Linked DNA regions of Mus musculus: region 1 is linked to region 2. A link is a contact called in public HiChIP or PLAC-seq data. All regions are on one chromosome and are shown on one strand. The core of a region is the stretch at or near the end of the contact, and the rest is flanking DNA. Distances in the headings are between cores, read along the strand shown.

Region 1 (6,824 bases), core at 3,258-5,757, 130 kb before region 2:
AAATGGGAAGGGAAGGAGTAGGAGGTACTTTGGACCAAAACAAGTGAAATTCTAAAATAATAAAATACAAAACACAGACTCAAAATGACCCAATTTTGAGAATCAATCGTGTCATAAAGCAATTATATTGTGTGCTGCAAAAAAAGAAAAGAAAACATGGTCACCAAACAAGTGTGACTTAATCCCAGCCCTCATGAGGCTGAGACAGGAGAAGCAAATAGAGTTTGAGGATGCCTGCATAAGCCAGTTGAGTTTTTGTTGAACATCATTCTTCCTTAAAAACAGATAGAAGCTAAAACAGAGTTATGGAAAGCATTAGGACACTGGAGCCAAAAAGACTAGAAATATTAAAGACAGCCAACCTCTTTACCTGTAACACAAGAGCTCTTTCCAAGCTAAAATTCCCAACTGGTCGTTAAAGCTCAAATCTTTGAAGGCATTAACTTATTAAATGCTGAAACCCCATGCATATAGAATCCCTTAATGAGGCCAACAGGTGGTTTTGGAACTGTGTAGTGATTGGTTTAAGAGTGTCCTTGCAAATCTGTTTATTTTCTCCTCACACATCTTACCATAGGCTACCAATGGTTTGTTCACACTCTCGTGACAAGACACACGTCAGAAAGAGTTTAATGCCATAGTATTCACAGCAGCTAGCCATGGGATTTAGAATTCAGTGACTATAATCCTGGAACACTGTAGAGGTAGAAGACATGAGGAAAGAGTGCTGAAAGACAGCCTTGTGGTATTTTTGGAAGTCAAACCTATGACTCAGTTTTGATTAAACCTTCTCTCCAGCAAATGGCTTCTGCACAGACAGGAAAGAGAAAGTGTGAAATTCAAACAGGGAAAGTGACTATCTTAAACCATTCCTTTTTCTCGAGTTACCATTGGATTCTGTCCTCTATCTTGAAGTGTTTTCAAAAACACCATTTTCAAACGCACTGGCTAATCCTTCAGTTTTTGCATTCTTTTTCTCAGAAAGAATTGCAAATGCTAAGATAATACCACGTGTCTGGTAGTGATAAAAAGATAAACACCACCACCTCAAAAAGGCCACTTCTAGTAAATCCCTAGCACACAGTACGATGGGTTCACGTTTTCACGAAATAGCTACAAGGAGAGCTAGAAGCGTCTGTCCAGGTTGAAGGTCAAGTCTCATTTTCTACAATCAAGTAGCGAGGGGAGAAAAAGCCCTTTTGGGATGAGACTGACCATATCAGCTGCAAACAGGAAAGCCATGTAAAGGGAGCTGTAGGTTCTGTCTACTCTGGGGAAGATTGCCCTGCTTTAGGAAGACAAAGTCTCTATACTGGCGAGTGCATTTGCTCTTCTTAAAAGACCTTTTAATGATTTTTAGCACTCATTCATTAAATAAGAATTGACACCCTGGCATCAATTTTCAGTCTTAACTAATGCATGCTACACTGTAACCTGGTTGGTAAAGTGCTCTCTTAACATACACAAAGTCCTGATAGGTTTCAATCTCAGCATCATAAACTAGGCACAGTGACACACTCCCATAATACTAGCATTCCACAGGTGAAGGTAGATAGATCAAGAGTTCTGGGCCACCTTGGGCTGCAGGAGACTCCATTTCAAACAAAACACATCAATGCATGCATATTTGCTTCCCAAAAGCAGCTCTCTAATTCACAAAGAAGCTACAAAATAAAGGCATTTAGACTGTCTGGCTGTGAGCACCCCACATCCCTCAGCTTATCAAATGGCTCATGACATCCCAGGAAACAATATCATTCCCACTACAGGCAGGTTTCTTGTTTTGCCTAGCTATAAGAAAGTGAGAGAACACTGGAGATGATGCTGAGCAAAGCTAAGTCACACAAAGGCAGTCGTAAGTCTGCTGCTCTGGATACAACTGTAACGGTCTCCCATGTGATGGGGAAGGTCTACCTCAGGATTGTGCTTACTCTCAATTTTCCTGTTCTTTCTGTTTCTAGTCTGTATTTCTAGAGATAGAAAATGTTTCCTGAACTTTCATCATTAATTAAGGGCTATGACTCTAGATTTTCTTACAGCAACCCAACATAGGAGCCAACGGAAAGACAATGACTTGGGGCTCTTGAAGCTGAAATCATCAGGCCTTCCTCTTCTCTCAAATCCAAAGTCAATATAGCCACCCTGCTGTGACTCATGGTTTATTTGTTTTGTTTCATTTTTTATTTTGGGGGAAAGAGGACAACCTCTAACAAAACAATCTTACAAACTTTAATATTATCCAGAAAGGACTAAACTTTGTAAGATTTCGTAGTCATTAATACTATCAAAATACTACATCAATATGAAGACTTTGAAATGTATATTATAAAAACTTCTAATTATACATGCAAAACCTGCATCTCTGAGATACAGTGATTGTTAGTGAGTTGTACGGTCTCTGAATGTCCTTTTGTACTGAACTCTTATAGCATTTCTTATCAAGTAGAATAGAAAGCCACAGATTAATTACATTAACTATTTAATTGTTGTATTTTATCATTTTAATAATGATTTCACCTGTACTTAAAAATAACCTTTTTTAAACTTCACAATTCTAAATAGTATTTATTAAGAATTTGTTATTCCATTGAGTACAGTGACACACACCTGTACTCCTAGTTAGGCAGGATGATCATGAATTCACAGCCTGGGTTACATAGCAAGCTCAAAGCTAGGGTAAGATAGGTTGCATAAAAAGGAAAAAAAGTATCAAAAACACACCTAACCATCCCATCAAAAAATAAAATAAAATAAAATTACTATCGATCAGGCGTTCTATTTTCAAGTCCTTCTAGCCAGCAGTTCGATATAGCCTGTTCTTCCTCTCCATTCCCTAATAAAAACATCCAAATAAAAGTTTGCTGATGATAAATCATTTTTTAAATCCTTTTTTAAAATAATCTCTCAGTCAGGCATGGTGGCGCACGACTTTAATCCCAGCACTCGGGAGGCAGAGGCAGGTGGATTTCTGAGTTCGAGGCCAGCCTGGTCTACAAAGTGAGTTCCAGGCCAGCCAGGGCTACACAGAGAAACCCTGTCTCAAAAAACAAAACAAAACAAAACAAAACAAAACAAAACACACCACCACCAACAACAACAACAAAATAACCTCTCAAATACCCAAGCTGACCTTGAACTTCTGATTCCCTTTACTACACTTCCCATGTCCTGGAATTATCCAACCATATTGGCTTCATGTGGTGATTGTGACAACATCCAAGGCTGAGTTGATGCTGAACAAATTTACTCTACCAGCTGAGCTACATTCCAACCGCTAAAACTAATTCTTACAAAAATTACATTTACACTGGAAGAGCTGGTTTTTTTTAGTGAAATAACACTTGAAAATCAGTTTTTGAAATTGGTTTGTGGAATGAGGCAGATCTGTGATTTACAAAACCAAATGATTTCAAGCTAATTACACTCTAAAATAAAGTATAAAACCCTATATACTAAGCACTACAACAAATATGTTAAAGAAGTACAAAACAATAAAAAATAAAATAAAAAACTAAGATGTCAAGAGCCCTTCTCATGGGAGCCTTGTCTGCTGGTTTTAACACTGTCTCTCCAGGACTAGCATTTAGCAAAAACCAAGAATTAATGTCTATACAACTACTACTACTGTAATCCAGAATGTTGACAAAGTAAGGTAAGAAGCAAATACCACCACGCTGTAATTGTATTAACAGTTACAAACCTATTGTGCCTTTTGAAATCAGTAATGTGTGTGAAAACACAAAACCCATTCTCCATTTGAGTTAGTAACCAACACTTTTGTCCTGAAGAAGGCAAATTCCACCTGGGATTTAACAATAGCATGGTGGGTTTCCTGTGTCTTCCCCTTTACAGAGTGAAGGCTTTGACTGAGGTAGAAGACAAGCATTGGTAACTCCTGGCTTCTGAGAAAAGAAAAAAAAAAAAATGTTCTAGAGATGGTGGTGTTGGCTGCACAATAACAAGGCATAGCTAGTGCCACCAAACTGTATACCTCAAATGGTTATTTACACTTTATCACAAAAAAAAAAAATTATAAAGTAAGCTACTAACAGGCACTACCCTATCTTCAATTTCTTGGAGCCTAAAAGATATACTTGCTTTCAAATATATTTACTTTCATGATGAAAGATAAACACCACTACAGTTTGTAAGATACAGGGAAAAAAAAGTCTTTTAGGTGTTAATGGACTTAATAAACTGTATGAATAGTGCCTGGATCTAGGTCACAGTATTTGTGTTTGGTGAGTCTGGAAACTCCTTAGCAGCTCACATGAGCGCTACCGGCACTCAGGCTTGCTTCATGCAGGACATATTCAGCTCCTCCCTGACACTGGTCTAAGATATAAAGGGCCTTATTAAATCCAGGAGCACTTGCGGTACTCTTACACCTTGCCAACACTCTTTTTGGAATCTCTATTCTTCAGGGTCTTCTCACCAGGTTGATCTGTTGCCTCTATCAGCACATAAGGACCAAGTGCGTAACAAGGTTGCATTTAGACCCTGGCCCTCTCTGCTGCCTCTCTACAGGATCAACACTGTGTCCAAGCCAGATACTGCTGAGACTATCCAGAGCCATAGCTGGCCTGTGTTCAAATTCCACAGCTGCCACCTCTAATCAATGTGACAAGAGGCAAAGGACTTCATCTCCTGTACTACATTATCAAGTGATTGAATTGAGGCACATTTCTAGAATTCTAAGAAAACTCAGGGCCTAGAGTATATTCCTCCACAGATACCTGACCTATCTCTCCTCATGCAGATATGCAATGTGAAGAAACTAAGCTATTTCCTCAAGTTTTATACTTTAAACCTCCCAAAATATACAACTTCTAAGAGACAAGCATTTCAGGGATCATGAATTAACTATTCCCAAATTAAAAAAGAAAAGAAAAGAAAAGAAAAGAAAAGAAAAGAAAAGAAAAGAAAAAGATGATTGTAATTCCATAATTAGGCAAATAGCACCAAGGACTAACTGGGGTAAGGGTGCTGTTACTCTGACCTTAGCAAAGGGACTCCATGATTGAGTGTCTGTGTGTACATGGGAGCTGGTGCACGTAGAACTCAGTGGTCAAACTCAGGCATTGTTCCTCAGTTGCTGTTCACCTCGTCTCTTGAAATAGCCTCTCTCATTGGCCTGAAACTTACTGATTAACTAGCCAGAGTGGTCAATGACCCCTAAGGATCCACCTGTTTCCGCCTTCACAGCACAGACTGTAAGTGCATATACCACCACACACCTGTTTGTCTTTGTTCCTCAGTTTTGAGGATTGAACTCGGGCATCATGCTTTCATGGCAAGCACTTCACTATCTCCCTAACTTTTATGCTGACCACATAAAAAAGCATCTTTGTTCCATAAAATTAGAGCCCTGAACAACTAGCCTTAGCCAACAGAGATATTTTTGTCAAGCAAAGGACAAAAGATATGAGCTATTTTTATCATGCCTGATAAACACCAAGTGATAATGTTGATGGCTATGCTAACACAGAGTTAGCAGGAAAGTGAACTGGCTGTGTAGATCCACCTGTGACATTGTGGACACAATCGGACTTCCAAAAGAGTTTGCTCCCATTAATCAGTTATAAATAAATCTCTCTCCGTTCCAAGATTCTGTGGAGCCATGTTTCCTGCCTCCTGCCCATACAGTGGCTTCCTTAGGGTCTGTTCTATGTGAATAACTGGACAGGTTCTAGTACTTATTTCCATGGAGGGAATATACAATATACACACCACACAGATAAATAAGTAGCTTTGTGAGAAGCCTGAAGAAAAGCACCAAGTGACAAAATGTGCTACACTAAGGTTGCCATGGAGATGAGGCAAATGCAACAGGACAGCACTTCATACTACAATACACAAAGACCATCTGGGTAGGAGAAATTTGATTTTGTAGGACACTCAGCTCACATTTCGGTCAGTTTTTCCCACACAGTTTTATGAACTGTGACTGTGTGATATTGTCTAATATGCTCAAACACATGTTAGATTAGATTTGTAGAATTTAAGATTCTACAAAGCAGTAGGAATGTGACATAGCTCAGTGGGGCAGCACCTCACCTACCATGTGTGAGGTATTAGGTTTAATCCACAGCACTGAGAGGCAGTCAGAAAAAAATTCTTAAAAATTGGGCATAGCCTAGAAGGAACCTACTATTGCACTAAATGGTTATGTCACCAAACTTCTTTCTAAATATTTCTGTTTATTCACATAGATTTGTGCTGCTCTTAACCTTTGTTAAAGAAACTTCTTGCAGTGAGGAGTGTTCATGCAGACTTATAACAAGTCAAAGTCCTGAGAATAAATGACTGAATATCAACATTTATACTAACTCCACCCTCAAGGCTCAAGAAACATCTTGGGAGAAGGAGCAGAAAGACTAAGAGCCACAGGTGAGAGGAAACCTGCACTTTCTCTTTGGGAGTCTGGGTTACCTCATTCAATATAATCTTTTCTACTTCTATCCATTTACCTGCAAACTTCCTTCTTTACAACTGAATAATATTCTATTATGTATATGTACTACATTTTCATTATGCATTCACCTGTTGAAGGACATTTAGTTTGCTTCTATTTCCTGGCTATTATAAATAGGGCTGAACAAATGTCTGAAACAGGATGCCAAGTCTCTTAGAGAATATGGCAAGGAGTGGTATAGCCAGGTAGGGTAATGCATTTTAGGTTTCTTTTGCTTGCTTGTTTGTTTTTTTGAGGATTCTCCATGGTCTCTCTCATCTGTGATTCCTAACTCCAAATCCTAAGATTTGAGCATACAACAAAAAGTATCCAAAGAAACCATGAAATTATAAAGAGAATAGAAGAGGGT
Region 2 (7,237 bases), core at 67-2,566:
GTATTGTAGAATGACCAAATGACTGAAAAAATTCATCTCCAAAGTATGAAAGGGCAGAAAACAGAAAAAAAAAAGTACAATTACAACTTTATGGTAGTAAGTATCCACACTTCAGAGCCAGGTATGGTATATATAATTCTAGCACTTGGGAAGCTAAGGCAAGAGAGCTGTCTTGAGTTTTAGCCTGGAGTACACAATAAACTCAAGACTATTCTGAGCTACATAGCAATACCCTATCTTGAAAACAAAGGCTAACAAACACATCTACAATTTTAATTTTTGTTCCAATGTCCTTTAGTAAAATATACTTCTAGTAATTACTTCATGTAAAATACAGATTAGACTATATACCTCTGAAAGCATTTTTCTAAAATAAGTTCTTATGTTTTAAGAATTGTCTGTGTCTGTGTCTGTGTGTGTGTGTGTGTGTGTGTGTGTGTGTGTGTGTGTGTGTGTGTGTGCTTGCGCGCATGGTATGTGCCATGTGTGTGGCATGCCCAAGAGTCCAGAATAGTGTATTGGATCCCTTGGAGCTCAGTTAGAGGCAGTTGTGAATCACCCAACGGGAGTGCTGGAAAACTGAACTTGGTTATTCTCCAAAAGCAGCAGTAAGTGCTCTTAACTGCTGAGCCATCTCTCCAGCCCTTTGAAAGCATCTAAATGTTTACTTTGAATATTTGCCCAAATGAATTCACACCTTAAAGCTGTTCCTCATCCTGAACCTGTGGGACTCCTAAGTACCAACCCTGATACAGCCTACTGAAGCAGGCTAAATAGATGAACGGCCAGAAAAGACAGGCTGTGGTCCCCACTCCTGGGAAATCTATTCATCATTAGCAATGACAGCATCACAAAAGGAAACTTAGGACAAAAACATAAAGGAAAGCTATATAGAAAAAATAACCTATTGGTAAAACATGAGGTCAAATTACAACCTGAGCTAGCTAGACCTCCTTTTTAACACTCAGCATAGCTAATAGAATAAAAAAATAAAATAAAACACCTAGGCAACAGCTGGCCACGATGCTCCTGCCTAAGACCCCAGCCATTAGAAAGCCAGAGCAGGAAAACTGTGACTTCAATCCAGCCTGAGCTATACAGTGAAAACCCAGACCAGACATAGTGAGATGTTGTTTCAAAATAATAATTTTTAAAAGCTTAAGCAGTATCAACTTTAATAAACTGGCACATGCATTCCCCTGTACAAAGATTGCCACTGGCTGTGGGCCAAAATGCTCTTGACAAACAGCCTGACCACATTCCCAAACCCTGTGAGACTGAGGACCCAGTAATAGAACATGAAGTATGTCACCCTCAAGCCTGACAAAGACCTTCCCAACTCTCTTCCACCACCGCTGTAGGTTGAGACAGAGTGGCCCATAGTGCCCCTTGCTAAGGCTGCAGAGCAGCTGGGCTCAATCTTAGCTTGAATAATTTGCTTTAAAAAATAAAATAGTACCAAGAGCTTTGTCTATCCACTCAACCTGCCCCCCTTACTTGTAATCGCCCCCCCCCCCCAAAAAACCCTAAGGGATGGGGTTATGGCACTGTAGGTGTTTCATGATCATGGATGAAGGATTAAGTTTGGACTGCAGCGCCTACATTTAAAATAATAATAATAATAATAATAATAATAATAATAATAATGCATATTAAGTATGCTTGTAACACCAGCATTTCAGAGCAGAGTTCCTGAAAGCTCTAAGGCCAGCCTAACTGACATAGCAAGCTTCCAGTTCAGTGAGAGACAAGATACTAAAGCAGTGAGCAATAAAAGGAAACATTTGAGATTCTGGTCTAGCCTCCATACACACATACAAGGCCCTTGAGAGAGCACAGGCACACCACCCCTGCATCTTTCTACATATTTTCTATTCTTGTTAATGCAAAAGCATGCTTGCTCTACTACAGCCCACTACATAAGTGCTTTGATTCTCCTCACCACACATTTGTCAGCATCTTTCCTGACGATGCAGATCTTGTTTTGTTGTTTTGCTTTGTTTTGTTTTGTTGGTTTTTCGAGACAGGGTTTCTCTGTATAGCCCTGGATGTCCTGGAACTCACTCTGTAGACCAGGCTGGCCTCCAACTCAGGAATCGGCCTGCCTCTGCCTCCCAAGTGCTGGGATTAAAGGCGTGCACCACCACTGCCCGGCAGCAGATCTCGTTAATACAATAGGAGATATGGCTCCACTACATTTAACTAGCAATGCTTAGCACTTGGCCATCAGAGCCTTGAATCTACGCTCAAATGCCAGAACAGTTCTAGAGAAAGAATCCTGGTAGGTGTGTCCTCATTGCCTGCCCTGAAAATAAGGCATATATTCAGGACTGTATCCAAAATTGTCAAACAGAAAACCCTAAGAAAGCCATAAATTCTTTGTATGGTTGCTACTTTTCCTAACACATGACCTTCTTGCTAACTATAGCTGTCTTCCTCTGTCACTCTGTATTTGTTGACAACAGGAAAAGTAGAGCCAAAAAGGGGAAAGGTTAACTCCTCCCTTAACACCAGCATGAGACCATCTCTATTCTTCATCTTCACATTATAAATCATTTGAGATGGATTATAGACCAATAAAAACTCAGGGAAAGGAAGAGCTTTTTCAACTGCTTCATAGTCAAACATTATACTTTGTAGCTATGGAAACTGTTTTCTACTAATATAAATGATTAACACGCCTCCTCAGGATAAGTTCAATACACAGACTTCATTGCCACAATATTTTAATTTCACTTCCTTAGGATGTGATCCATTGGTGAGTTGGAAATTTGGCTTTAGCACTGATAAGTTATTTCTCCACCAGTGAAATAAGCAAATTCAAGCCAGATTAGATTATATTAAACACAGGTTTATTGGGAAACTGCTCTCTGGCAAGTTCACTAGCCCAAGGACGGAGGCCAGGGAAGTCACCATGGGGAGGGAGAAAGAGGGGAAGGGGAAGAGGAAGACACACGTCTGTGCAAGAGAGAAAAAGAAGGGAGGGAGGGAGGGAGGAAGGGAGGAAGGGAGGAAGGGAGGAAGGGAGGAAGGGAGGAAGAGAGAGAGACAGAGACAGAGAGAGACAGAGAGACAGAGAACGAGAACACCAAAATGTCTGGATTATGTAGGGAAGAGCCTCTGGAGGAAGGTTGGAAATGGTATGTATGCCAAGTAGGGACTGAGAGATGCTGGGAGAACCTGGAAATCAGGTCTGCTTTGGTACACAAAATATGGGCCTCAGCTCTGGGTCTGAAATCTTAATAAGCATCTCAGTTCATATTGAATATTTCTAGGCTTAGGATATACATCATTGACATCTCATATTTAAAACCATTCACTTATGACTAGAAAATATCTTTGTTACCTAGAAAACAAAATACCCACTCCTCAAAACAGGTATGCAAGATCTGATATGCCATCTCTACAGCTAGTAAGTCATGTGCGTGTAACCCACACTATGGACAAACTCAATTAATTTCTCTAATGTCATTTGGGAGACCACTGCAATTTCTCCAGTTTCCCAAACAGCAATATGCCAGATATGTTGACCGTCAGATCCTGGGTCTGGGGCCAGGATACAGAAATGATACACAGAAAGCCAAGGGCTGTTTGCCCAGGTGAGTGCCACATGTCCCTGCATATCTCCAAACACACATGCATCCACATTGTGCAGTCCTGAGCCTTCCCTGGGCTTTATTAACTTAACAAAGTGAGGAAAGACCCCTGCCATGTGAAGCAGGTAGGAGAAATGCCCTGCATGCAAATGCAGCCAGCTCTGAATATTCTTTAATATAAGCCTGACACATACTCCACAAGTCCACTCCCCAGAGGCTACTGGGACTAGAGTGCATTTTCCTTCCAGTATAAGGCAGCTTTGAGCTGAAATGCTTGGTAAGGAAAGGGAATCAGCCTCTGGTAGTTGCTTGTAGGGAGACACAATGTAGCAGGACATGTGACTGGGCTACTGTCCATCAACCATAAATAGGAGCTTGCCAGAAAATATGTTGATGGGGTAAATTCATGAAACCACCAGAATTCCAACAGCAAGTAACATTCTGAAAAACTTTAATGGCTGAAATAAAAAATCTACAACGACTTGACAACTAAATAATCTCTTTAAATGTTTATGATAAACTTCAATCCTGTAGCAGCATAACTGTCCTACACCACAACCCTCATGCCAGCCACTTTACACACACAGCCTGTAGTCCCATAGCACTGTGGAATATACTGAGAAAATGGATTCTCTCAGGTATATAACATGTGCTGCTTGCAATGTTTTAAGGAAATGCTCCAAGAAATCTGTATTATCAAGACATTTGAGACTTCTACATGGTTTCTTCCACTCACTAGAGAATCAACAGGTCTGGGCCTAAAAGACAAAGATAGCATTTAAATAAGTACTGCCCCAATCCAAGTAAAGAGACAAACTTCATTAAACAATTGTTTAACCTGGGGAGGGGAGAGAAAAGTGTTCTTACCAGGCTAGCCACTGAAATAAAAGGCTTCGGAGAAATCCCAAGCAGCCATACCACACCCTCTCCTGATTCCTTCCACTTCCAGGCACTCCACAGAGACAGCTGTAAAGAAACCCAGGGAAAGGCATCCACAGAGTGCTACAGGCCTTTGAATGTCACCAAGCACACCTTAGTACCTAGAGCTACTCTGGGCACCACCCAAGATACAACAGAAGAGCCACAATGCCTGTCCACCAGGGTCTCAAATTGTACCTCAAGATCTAACAGTGAACAAAGCACTCTAGTGACAATTAAAAGCAAATAACTTTTAAAACAAAAACAAACCAAACTCAGGGGCACAGTCCTGGGATCTTAACACTTACAAGACAGGGATAGGATAATCATGAGTTCAAAGTCACCTTCCATATCACAAGGAATTTTAAAACAATCTGGGCTGTGTTTAAAAAGGGGGGAGGGGGTAGGAGGCTAAAGCCATAGCCCAGTTGGTAGAGTACCTGCCTAACATCCACAAAGCTTTAGGTTTGAACTCAGCACTATATGAACTGGGTATGGTGGCTTCCACCTGTACTATCAGAACTCAAGAAGCAGAGGCAGAAGATCAGAGGTTCAAAGTAAATTGCAGGCAACAACTACACTTGTCTCAAAACTAAGCAAATAAATAAATATCAAAGATATTCTGCGATCTGACATGTATCCAACAGAAATCTTCAGGAGTGAGCCTTTCTAGGTCAAGCAGGGCCTCAGCAGGTAAAGTATGTGAAGTCATCAGCCCTCTGGCACCAGCAGCAATAGATTGCTCTTGTTGTTGTTGTTTTTGTTGCTGCTGCTGCTGCTGCTACTACTACTTTGTCAATGTCTTATATTAACTATATCAAAAGTCTTATGCTTTTTTTTTTTTCTTTTGGGTTTTTGAGACAAGAGTTTCTCTGTGTAACAAGCCCTGGCTGTCCTGAACTTGCTCTGTAGACCAGGCTTGGCCTCAAACTCACAGAGATCCACCCGACTCTGCCTCCCAAGCACTGGGATTAAAGGCATGCACCTCCATACCTGGCCAACAAGTCTTTTCTTTCTTTCTTTATTATATATAAGTTCACTGTAGCTGTCTTCAGGCACACCAGAAGAGGGCACCAGATCTCATTACAAATGGTTGTGAGCCACCATGTAGTTGCTGGGATTTGAACTCTGGAAGAGCAGTCAGTGCTCTTAACCGCTAAGCCATCTCTCCAGCCCCACAAGTCTTATTCTTAATCTTGTTAGTTTAATCATTTCCCAGAAACTAAAGCAAGCACTTTAAATCTCTCATTAAAATGCCTTGGCTCAGACACATTAAAAGAATATATTTCTTTGGGTAAGAAAAAAAGTCTTCTACCAGACTGAGAAATAGAGGAACCACAAAGTGTGGTCTAGCCTCTTAACCCTCAATAATTTATAACCTCATAGTAAGGCAGACAGCCCAAAGAAAATAACGAATTTTTCTTTAAGTTTAGTTGTTGAGCTTGTAAAACCATTCTCTTTAAAAGAATGAAATAAGGGGCTGGTGAGATGGCTCAGTGGGTAAGAGCACCCGACTGCTCTTCCGAAGGTCCGGAGTTCAAATCCCAGCAACCACATAGTGGCTCACAACCATCTGTAACAAGATCTGACACCCTCTTCTGGAGTGTCTGAAGACAGCTACAGTATACTTACATATAATAAATAAATAAATCTTTAAAAAAAAAAAGAATGAAATAAATAGCTCATCAAAATGGCTCCAATCCTCTTATCTGAGGGATGCCCTCTGCTAATTACATTTAGATTAACAGATGCCCTCCAAATTATCTTTTCAGAAGAAAATGCTCCTACAGAAAGAGGCAGGTCTAGAGCAACATCGCAGGCACCTTTCCCAAAGAACATTCTACTCCACTTTCCCAAAAACCCACTCCACTCCTTGGGAGGCTACAACTAAGTACAATTGGAAGACACCCCTCAAACCCAGCGTGGTGGCACACGCCTTTCATCCCAGCACTCCGGAGGCAGAGGCAGGCGGATTTAAAGAAAGAAAGAAAAAAAGGAAAAAAAAAAGAATATGCTAATTGAGTGGTTTGAATAAGAATGGCCCCCAGAATCTCATACATTTGAATGTTTGGTCCTCAGGGAGGGAATAAGGACAAATCAGGAGGTGTGGCCTTGTTGGTGAAAGTGTGTTATGTGTGGGGGTTTGGGGGTTTCAAAAGCCCAAATCAGACCCAGTACGTCTCTCTTCTTGTTTCCTGTGGATCTGGATGTAGAACTCTCTGCTATTTCTCCAACACCTGTCTGCTTGCTTGCTGCCTTGCCTTTCACCATGATGACAATGGACCAAACCTCTGAACCTATAAGCAAGCCTCAATTAAAAGTTTTTCTTTATAAGAGTTACTGAGGTCACGGTGTCTCTCACAGCAATAGAACAGTAACTAAGACACTAATCAAAGACTGAAGGCAGCAAGAGAATTCCGGAAGAATCCTGTAATCCTCTGCCACATTTCTCCTTAGCACAGCTACTACACAGGATATTTCCCAGCTGGGCTTTCATCCTTCATGTCTGCTGGCCAAATCTTGGGCTACTCATTCCCGATAATGAATTTAGAAATTTCTGAAACAATCACCCAATGAAAAAAGGAAAATAAGAAACTTTAGGAATGCTTTCCCCCAGACACATGGAGTCACTTACAATTCAAAATACTCAAAGGTTTGGCTTTCCAAAGATGAGGGTGTTTTCCACTCCTGTTCAAATACAACCTCAAATAATGAAGAGGCTC

Evidence for each region. HiChIP or PLAC-seq counts read pairs in DNA pulled down with a chosen protein or histone mark.
Region 1: a contact with region 2 is called in an H3K27ac HiChIP or PLAC-seq map of heart atrium, with 2.6 times the contacts expected there. The contact joins two enhancer-like sites. A contact is called at or near these places in 3 of 484 Hi-C or Micro-C datasets (Th1 cells, embryonic stem cells and liver) and 3 of 115 datasets of contacts at active chromatin or transcription factors (embryonic stem cells and heart atrium).

The regions. Positions count from the first base shown.
Region 1 is chr13:9,444,389-9,451,212 of GRCm38.p6, reverse strand. The region is part of intron 1 of Dip2c (disco interacting protein 2 homolog C); the gene reads right to left. Among named protein-coding and RNA genes, the nearest start is that of Dip2c, 170 kb to the right of the region's middle. Within about 2 kb of position 4,507, at least 21 of the 459 cell types and tissues checked have an H3K27ac peak or open chromatin away from gene starts, as enhancers often do. A contact at or near this core is called in heart atrium, where this site is marked.
Region 2 is chr13:9,308,335-9,315,571 of GRCm38.p6, reverse strand. All of the region lies in intron 1 of Dip2c (disco interacting protein 2 homolog C), which reads right to left. Among named protein-coding and RNA genes, the nearest start is that of Dip2c, 35 kb to the right of the region's middle. Within about 2 kb of position 1,316, at least 19 of the 459 cell types and tissues checked have an H3K27ac peak or open chromatin away from gene starts, as enhancers often do. A contact at or near this core is called in heart atrium, where this site is marked.